Linked DNA regions of Macaca mulatta: region 2 is linked to region 1. Evidence: chromatin contacts called from public Hi-C data. All regions are on one chromosome and are shown on one strand. The core of a region is the stretch at or near the end of the contact, and the rest is flanking DNA. Distances in the headings are between cores, read along the strand shown.

Region 1 (4,153 bases), core at 502-3,001:
GGTACTGGGGGCCTGCGTACCTGGGAAAGGAGAGGTGGGGAGAAGAAACCCTGACTGGGGTTGGCTCCCGGGGGCAGAATGTCTATCCAGGGGCAGGAATGGGGGCACCCAGTCAGAGAGATCCCGGGGGCAGAGTATGAGCATCTCGGTGCCCAGCTTCTTGTGTTTCTGTGACTTTCTCTGGGATAGGACAATTCTGTGGACATCTCTCTGGATTTGTCACTACTTTGGGAGGACAGCTCGGTGGGTGTCTGAGTCTAGTGTGTTGTCTGTGTGTATGAGTGCATGAGTGTGTATGCGTGTGAGTTGTGTGTGACCACTGGTGGCTGCATTCGGCTTCCAGCCCTGCAGGGTTTCCTTGCTGAACCTCTGGGGATCCTGCCTTGGGACAGAGGTGGCTAATGCAGCTGGGGGTGGGGGTGGGGCTAGCCTAGATAGAGGCTTAAGCCTCTACTACTGGGGTAAAGCGATTACCAGCGTGTGTGTGTGTGTGTGTGTGTGTGTGTGTGTGTGTGTGTGTGTGCGCGCGCGCACGCACGCCTTTAGTCACTGCGGAATCCTCAACCACCCTGAGAGGGTCCAAATACTTGCCCGTGGCCTTCCTTCCCTTTCCTTGCCATGATTCACACCCCCCGCCCCGCCCCGACCCCGCCACAGCTGACCTCGATATGTGCATTTACTCTAAGGCGCTGTGCTCTGAAATTGCTTCTCCTCCTCGGAGTTCTCTGGCTCTGATGGTGAAATTTCCACTAGTGTCAGAGGGGAGACAGTTTGGGATGTGGGGAGCTTCTTGATGCTGCCTTAGTGACATGTACAAATTGGGACCCTTGACCTTGCGTTTGACAAATGAATCACTTATAATCACCACTTATTTTTACTTGCATCAGCCTCACCAAGACGAAGAGCTTTGGGTGGCTCCTCCTGGCGCCAGGAGCCCCTACGTGGGGTTAATGATGATAAGAGAAGTGAGTGTGACTCAGCGGATGGAATGTTCCAACACTGGTGAGTAAATTCAGTTTCCTATAACAAACAGACAATAAGGAAATTAGGTTCTCACCGTGCACCTGAGAATGGTGCTGATCCTTAATATCCTCTCCTGTGTAGCAGCTCTTCCCAGATCAGCCGCCCTCTGTTGCCCATTTCACAGATGAAGAAACTAAGGCACAAAGAAGTGAAGTAATTTGCTCTGAGATTAACCAGTTCACGGAGCAGGGATGTGAGCCCAGGCTGTCTAGGGTCCTTGCCAAGTACCCAGCCACTGTGCCCCGCATTGCAGGGCAGCCCCACACATGGTCACGGGGTGGAATTCACGGTGTTTCCTGCAGCAGAACCGCAAACCTTAGTCTTACCGGAGAGCTTCTTGCCAATAACTTGATTTCACACGGCAGAGAAAGAGGAGGACAGGTTTAAAAGAGGCTTTTACTATACCCAACTGGTATTCGCTTCGTGTGTCTGTTCTCTGTGGTTTGTAAATATTCTCCAGCTTCCCCTTGATCTCTACAGCAGGGCACGCTCTCCATGACAGCACTTTGCTTTCTCAACAGCGCTCGTATCACCAGCTCGAGCCGCAGCCGTCTGCATGGAGCACCGTTGACATTGCAGCCGTGAGACCTGCTCCAGGTCCAGCAGAGGCTGACTCACAGCGTCTCGGGACTGGGAATGGAACACTGGTCTTTTGGGCATCGCGGACATCATAGAGGGAGGCAGGGAGGCTGGGGGTGCATCTGTAAAACGGGGGTGTGAGAGGCAGGGGCACAGCAATACCTACCTCACAGGGTTTGTGTATCAGTCAGGGCTTATTTCCCATTGCTGAGCAGAGGCTGGAAATATTGATAAGACTGGTTTAAACCATATCCAGACTTCCCACTCTCTCACCTAACACAGGTCAGGGGGTAGACGTCCTGGGTTGGTGGGGGCCCCAATGGTGTTTTTGGGGACCCAGGCTCCTCTCTTCAGTCCCACCCGCCTTAGCAGCCAGCTTCCATCCTCAAGGTCACCTCATGATCCAAGATGGCTGCTGGGCCTCCATCATCACATCTAACTTTCAGCAGGGAGTGGGCACACACTGGCCCAATGTTGCCTTCTGTCCTACCTGATAACTTACACTTGGCCCTCATTGGCCGCTCCTAGCCGCAAGGGAGGCTGAGAAACAGAACCTTTTGGCCAGGCACATTGCCATCCAAGTGTTTGTTGCAAAGGCAAGTGGGAGACAGGATATGGTAGGGGCACCCCACAGTCTGTGCCACAGCACGTGGTAGACTCCTGTGCATCCCAAGGTGCAACCTGTCTATTTGTCCAAGCGCTGTGACCGTTTCAGCCCAAACAGCCAGACAGGTGAGGGGAAAGGAGTCCCACAGGCAAGCACCGGAAACCCGCCCCGTCAGCTGATTGTGAGTTCGGGGTTTTATTTCTCCCTTAGTATCCTGTGGCAGTTCCAGCCTTGGGGAGGGAGGTTCTGTGGACAGTCATGAAGGGGTCTAAGGAGAGAAGGAGAAGGCTGCCAGGCATGGGGCTGTGCCTTGCAGATATGTTCCGAGAGGAACTGTGGCGATAGTGGCAGTATAGTCATCTGGCACTGCAGGCATCGCTCTGAGTTGGGAGGTCTGGGTGGCCCATCTGGGAGGGCGGGATAGAGGCACCACAGGGTCTTGCAGATGTGGTGACCTGCAGATGGCAGGCCGCCTGGAACGGCCTCCTGAGGTTCTGCGGCAGGGCCAGTGACCAAGCCCATGCTCCTGGCTCCTCACCCTTTCTGCTGGGCCCTGGGAGAGCGTCACAAGGGTTGTGACAATGAGAGGGGACATTTAATCAGGAAGGAACATTCACCTCCATTTTCCCATTGGTCCTCTCCACATTGGGTAGGGTGGGCAGAGATTATCATCCCCATTTTACAGATGGGAAGACTGTGCAGGTGCAGAGGCTGAGGGAGGCTAAAGAATGAGGTGAAAGGTACATGGTGGCAGAGCTGGGCTGGGTCCCTGCGTCCTTCATTCCTGAGGGGGTTGGGGATGGCCTGAGTGCATTTCCTAATGTGGTACCTTTTCTTTTTTACTTTAACTTAAAAAAACTGAGTATAGTTTACATACAGAAACGCAAAGAAAGTGCATGAGTTTTAAGTGTTTAGTTTGTTGATATACATACATTTATCAAACATGCCCAGCTTTCCAAAAAGGTCCTTTTTGGCCAGGCGTGGTGGCTCACGCCTATAATCCCAGCACTTTTAGAGGCTGAGGCAGGTGGCTCACCTGAGGTTAGGAGTTCAAGACCAGCCTGGCCAACATGGTGAAACCCCATCTCTACTAAAAATACAAAAAATTAGCTGGGCGTCTGTAATCCCAGCTACTCGGGAGGCTGAAGTAGGAGAATCGCTTGAACCCAGGAGGCAGAGGTTGCAGTGAGCCGAGATCCCACCATTGCACTCCAGCCTGGGCAACAAGAAGGAAACTCCACCTCAAAAAAAACAAAAAATGAAAACAAAACCCCCAAAAGGTCCCTTTTGTGTCCCTTCCCAGTCACTGACCTCCCATTCCACAAAGGTAACCACTTTTTTAACCCTTATTGCTAGAAATTGTTTTTTCCTGTTCTTATACCTCAAATAGATTCATAAAGTGCGTTCTCTTGCTTCTTGGACTTAGCATAAGCCTTGTGAGATTCATCTGGGTTGTGGTTTGTATGTCAGGAATCGATCCTTTTTTATCGCTGAGTGGAACTCCATTGTGGGGATAGACCAGAATTGTTTATTCACTCACGTGTTGATGGACATTTGGGCTGTTTTCTGTTTGGGACTAAAATTAGTCAGTGAGAATTTGCGTTCATTGTATACACATAAGCTTTTTTTTTTTTTTTTTTCTTTTTTTTGAGGCAGGGTCTCACTCTGTTGCCTAGGCTGGAGTGCAGTGGCAAGTGGCACAATCTTGGCTCACTGCAGCCTCGACCTCCTGGGCTCAAACGATCCTCCCACCTCAGCCTCCTGAGTAGCTGGAACTACAGGCGCATGCCACCACACCCAGCTAATTTTTTTTACGTTTCTTTTGTGGAGATGGGGTCTTACTCTGTTGACTAGGCTGGTTTCAAGCACCTGGCCTCAAGTGATCCTCCTGCCTTGACCTCTCAAAGTGTTGGGATTACAGGTGTGAGCCACAGTGTCTGCCTG
Region 2 (4,220 bases), core at 1,328-3,827, 190 kb after region 1:
CTTACTCACTTGCCCAGGCTGGAGTGCAGTGGCGTGATCTCGGCTCACTGCAACCTCCACCTCCCAGGTTCAAGCAATCCTCCCACCTCAGCCTCCCGAGTAGCTAGGAATACAGGCATGAGCCACTATGCTTGGCTGATTTTTGTATTTTTAGTAGAGACGGGGTTTCACCTTGTTGGCCAGGCTGGTCTTGAACTCCTGACCTCAGGTGAACTCTTGCCTCGGCCTCCCAAAGTGCTGGGAATACGGGTGCGAGCCACTGCACCTGGCCTATATGTCTATTTTTATGCCAGTACCATGCTGTTTTGGTTACTATAACCTGGTGGTATATTTTGAAGTCAGGTAGTGTGATGCCTCCAGCTTTCTTGCTTTTGCTCAAGGGCCCTGAATGCTTTGTCCATACAGATTGCATACAGATTTTAGGAGTTTTTTTTTTTTCTATTTCTGTGATGAATGTCATTGGTATTTTGGTAGAGATTATATAGAATCTGTAGATCCCTTTCGGTGGTATGGACATTTTAACAATTTAATTCTTCCAGTTGATGAACATGGGTTATTTTTCCATGATTTGATGTCCTCTTGAGTTTCTCTCAGCAGGGTTTTATAATTTTCATCATAGAGCTCTTTTACCTCTTAGGTTAAATTTATTCATGGCCAGGCGTTGTGGTTCACGCCTGTAATCCCAGCACTTTGGGAAGCCGAGGTGGGCAGATCACGAGGTCAGGAGATCGAGACCATACTGGCTAACATGGTGAAACCCTGTCTCTACTAAAATAATAATAATGATAATAATAATAATAATAATAATAATAAAATTAGCCAGGCATGGTGGCGGGCACCTGTAGTCCCAGTTACTTGGGAGGCTGAGGCAGAAGAATGGCGTGAACCTGGGAGGCGGAGCTTGCAGTGAGCAGAGATCGCACCACTGCACTCCAGCCTGGGCAACAGAGCAAGACTCTTGTCTCAAAAAAAAGAAAAAAATTATTCATAAGTGTTTTATTATTATTTTTTCAGCTATTATAAATGGGATTCCTTTCTTCTTTTTCAAATTGCTTCTTACCGGTGTAAAGAAACATTTCCGATTTTTGTATGTTGCTTTTGTATCTTGCAACTTCACTGAATTTATTAGTTCTAACCATTTTTGAATGGAGTGTTTGGGTTTTTGTAAATATAAGATCATGTCATCTGCAAAAAGGGACCATTTTACTTCCTCCTTTCCAGTGTGGATGCCAGTTTTTTCTTTCTCTTGCCCAACTGCTCTGGGTAGGACTAGAGTTTCAATTTTGCAAACTTAAAAAAGTTGCACATTGTGAATGTACTTAATGTCACTGAACTTTACACTTCAAATGGTAAAAATGGTGCATTTTCTGTTATGTATATTTCACTACAATTAAAACAACACAAACGAAGCCCTATAGAAAAGTTTTTAAAAAGGCCACCAAAACCCCTAGAAAGTTCTGGGAGGCACCCAGAGCGAGACCCACGCAGAGGGGCTAAGGCCTGAGATCAGGCCACCAAGCCGGGCAGACACTGCCAGCTCCTCCTCGTTACTGCTGGCTGCCCCACTGTAGTGAGTGTCCCTCTCTGGGCGTCAGTTTCCTTTTCTGTAAAAATGGGGTTAGTGGCCTGGCGCGGTGGCTCATGCCTGTAATTCCAGCACTTTGGGAGGCCGAGGTGGGTGGATCACCTGAGGTCAGGAGTTCGAGACCAGCCTGACCAATATGGAGAAACGCCATCTCTACTAAAAATACAAAATCTGTACTAAAAATTCTGGTTAACAAGGCGAAACCCCGTCTGTACTAAAACCACAAAAATTAGCTGGGCGTGGTGGCTGGGCGTGGTGGCGGGCGCCTGTAGTCCCAGTTACTCAGGAGGCTGAGACAGGAGAATCGCTTGAACTCGGGAGGTGGAGGTTGCAGTGAGCAGAGATCGCACCACTGCACTCCAGCCTGGGTGATGGAGCGAGACTCCGACTCAAAAAAAACACAAAAACACAAAAACAAAAAAACAGGGGTGGCCGGGCGCGGTGGCTCACGCCTGTAATCCCAGCACTTTGGGAGGCCGAGGCGGGCGGATCACAAGGTCAGGAGATCGAGACCACGGTGAAACCCCGTCTCTACTAAAAATACAAAAAATTAGCCGGGCGCGGTTGTGGGCGCCTGTAGTCCCAGCTACTCGGGAGGCTGAGGCAGGAGAATGGCGTGAACCCGGGAGGCGGAGCTTGCAGTGAGCCGAGATCGCGCCACTGCACTCCAGCCTGGGCGACAGAGCGAGACTCCGTCTCAAAAAAAAAAAAAAAACAAAAAAAAAACAAACAACAGGGGTTAGTGACGATGCCTCCCTCAAGGGAAAGTTGTTTTTGTTTCATTTTTTCAAACAAGGGAAGTTTTGCAGAATGTGATGAAATAATCCATGTAAGGCAGTCAGCACAGAGCGCGGCCGCCGAGGGGAGTGGGCCTGAGGTCTCTCAGCTCTCCAGACCCGGGGCCACAGGAGGAGCCAGACCCGAGAGACCGGGCGGGGTCTGGCCCTCCTGCCCCACCCCTCGTCGGTTTCCTCGGTGACCAAAGCCAGCCCGCGGGCTCCCCTGCGTGGTCGCCGCGGGGATGGCACTCAGAGAACCCACCGCCTGGGGCTCCCCTGTGAACCAGGGGAACCTCTGAGGGTCCTTCAGCCCCAACACCCAGGGATCCGTGGGGCTGGATTCTGGCTGGGGACAGGGCTGGACCCCTAGGAGCCCGTCACATGGGGCAGGCACTCTAATCCAGGATGATTCCGCTGACATGTAACGAGTTCTTGAAGCAGTATGAACCGGAGCCGTAAGGATGGATTCCACATGGGGAGAACTGGGGAACGGGTTGTCAGGTGTGGGGGTTGGGTTAGGAGAGCTGGCTTGGAAGTGGGAAGGGCACCAGCTGGTGGAGACTGGGCGACCTCTGTGTACAGTGGTGGGCAGGAGCACACGCTTAATGCTGAGTAAGTGTATGTGTGTGGCTTTAGCAGGAAGCAGGGGGGATGAACCTCAAAAGAGAAATGGGCCAGGTGCCCACACCTGTAATCCCAGCACTTTGAGAGGCTGAGGTCAGCGGATCATCTGAGGTCAAGAGTTTGAGACCAACCTGGCCAACATGGTGAAACCCCGTCTCTACTAAACACAGAAAAATTAGCTGGGTGTGGTGGCGCGCCCCTGTAATCCCAGCTACTTGGGAGTCCCAGGCAGGAGAATCGCTTGAACCTGGGAGGTGGAGGTTGCCGTGAGCTGAGATCTCACCACTGCACTCCAGCCAGGCCATAGAGTAAGACTGTTTCAAAAAAAAAGAAAAAAAAAAAAAAAAGAGAAATGGGAGCCAGGTGGTGAGAGGCTCTGAATGCCAGAACACCATTTACTCTTCTTATTTTTTTTGGATTGGCAATAGGTAAGAAGAAACCCTCCTTGGTGGGAAATGTCTCTTGTGCCAGATGCCACCGAGGGGTCTTTCAATGCCTTGTCCCAAGTGCTTCTCAGTGCAGCCCATCTGGGTCACATGCCAGATGGTGGGGAGCTGAGAACCAGGAACCAAGGTGAGCCCTGATTTGCAGTTTAGAAAGGTCACTCTGGCTGTCATGTGAAGGAAGGACTTGATGGACAGATTAAATGCAGACAGGCCTGTTAGGAGGCTGTTACAGAGGCCCCGGACAGGGATGCTGATGGTTGAGGGTAGGCTCACTCAACAGCTATTCTCAACTCCCTCTCCTTCCTCTACTGACTACAGAGTCTGTAAAAGCTAAATTGTTATTTCCCAGCCTCCTTTGCGGCCAAGGATGGCCATGTGACCTTTCTGGCCAACCAGGATGCCTGTAGAGGGTGGCCCTTCCTGAATAAAAGGAAATTCTCATGAGGAGAAGTCAGTGTTTGGCCTCCTTCCCTGCTGCTTGGAAAGTGGGTGTGAGGCTGGTAGGTGCAGCCAACTTGTAGCTCTCAACAGTAAGCATGAGGGGCAGAGCAAGTGCTGAGGGTGATGGAACCAAAACACAGAAGGGCCCAGGTTTCTGACAGTACTGCTGGGCTGTGGCTCCAGTCCCTGGCTGCTTCCTGACACCCTACTGAGTGAGATCAACTAACCCCTGCCTGTGCAAGCCCTGCTGCTTGTCGGCAGTGGAGTATAAGTGTGCTGACACATGGAGTGAGGTATAGGAGCCCAAACCAGTGCAAGGAGAGGACTGGAAAAGTATTGAAAAAG

Evidence for each region. Hi-C and Micro-C count contacts between places; a contact is called where the count stands out from the background.
Region 2: a contact with region 1 is called in a Hi-C map of CD4 T cells, with 4 times the contacts expected there. The contact joins two enhancer-like sites. A contact is called at or near these places in 6 of 14 Hi-C or Micro-C datasets (CD4 T cells, blood, cortical neurons and 3 more).

The regions. Positions count from the first base shown.
Region 1 is chr10:14,094,505-14,098,657 of T2T-MMU8v2.0, forward strand. No RefSeq gene overlaps it. Among named protein-coding and RNA genes, the nearest start is that of MFNG, 35 kb to the left of the region's middle. Within about 2 kb of position 1,752, at least 4 of the 40 cell types and tissues checked have an H3K27ac peak or open chromatin away from gene starts, as enhancers often do. A contact at or near this core is called in CD4 T cells, where this site is marked.
Region 2 is chr10:14,283,349-14,287,568 of T2T-MMU8v2.0, forward strand. All of the region lies in intron 3 of RAC2 (Rac family small GTPase 2), which reads left to right. Among named protein-coding and RNA genes, the nearest start is that of RAC2, 8.6 kb to the left of the region's middle. Within about 2 kb of position 2,578, at least 17 of the 40 cell types and tissues checked have an H3K27ac peak or open chromatin away from gene starts, as enhancers often do. A contact at or near this core is called in CD4 T cells, where this site is marked.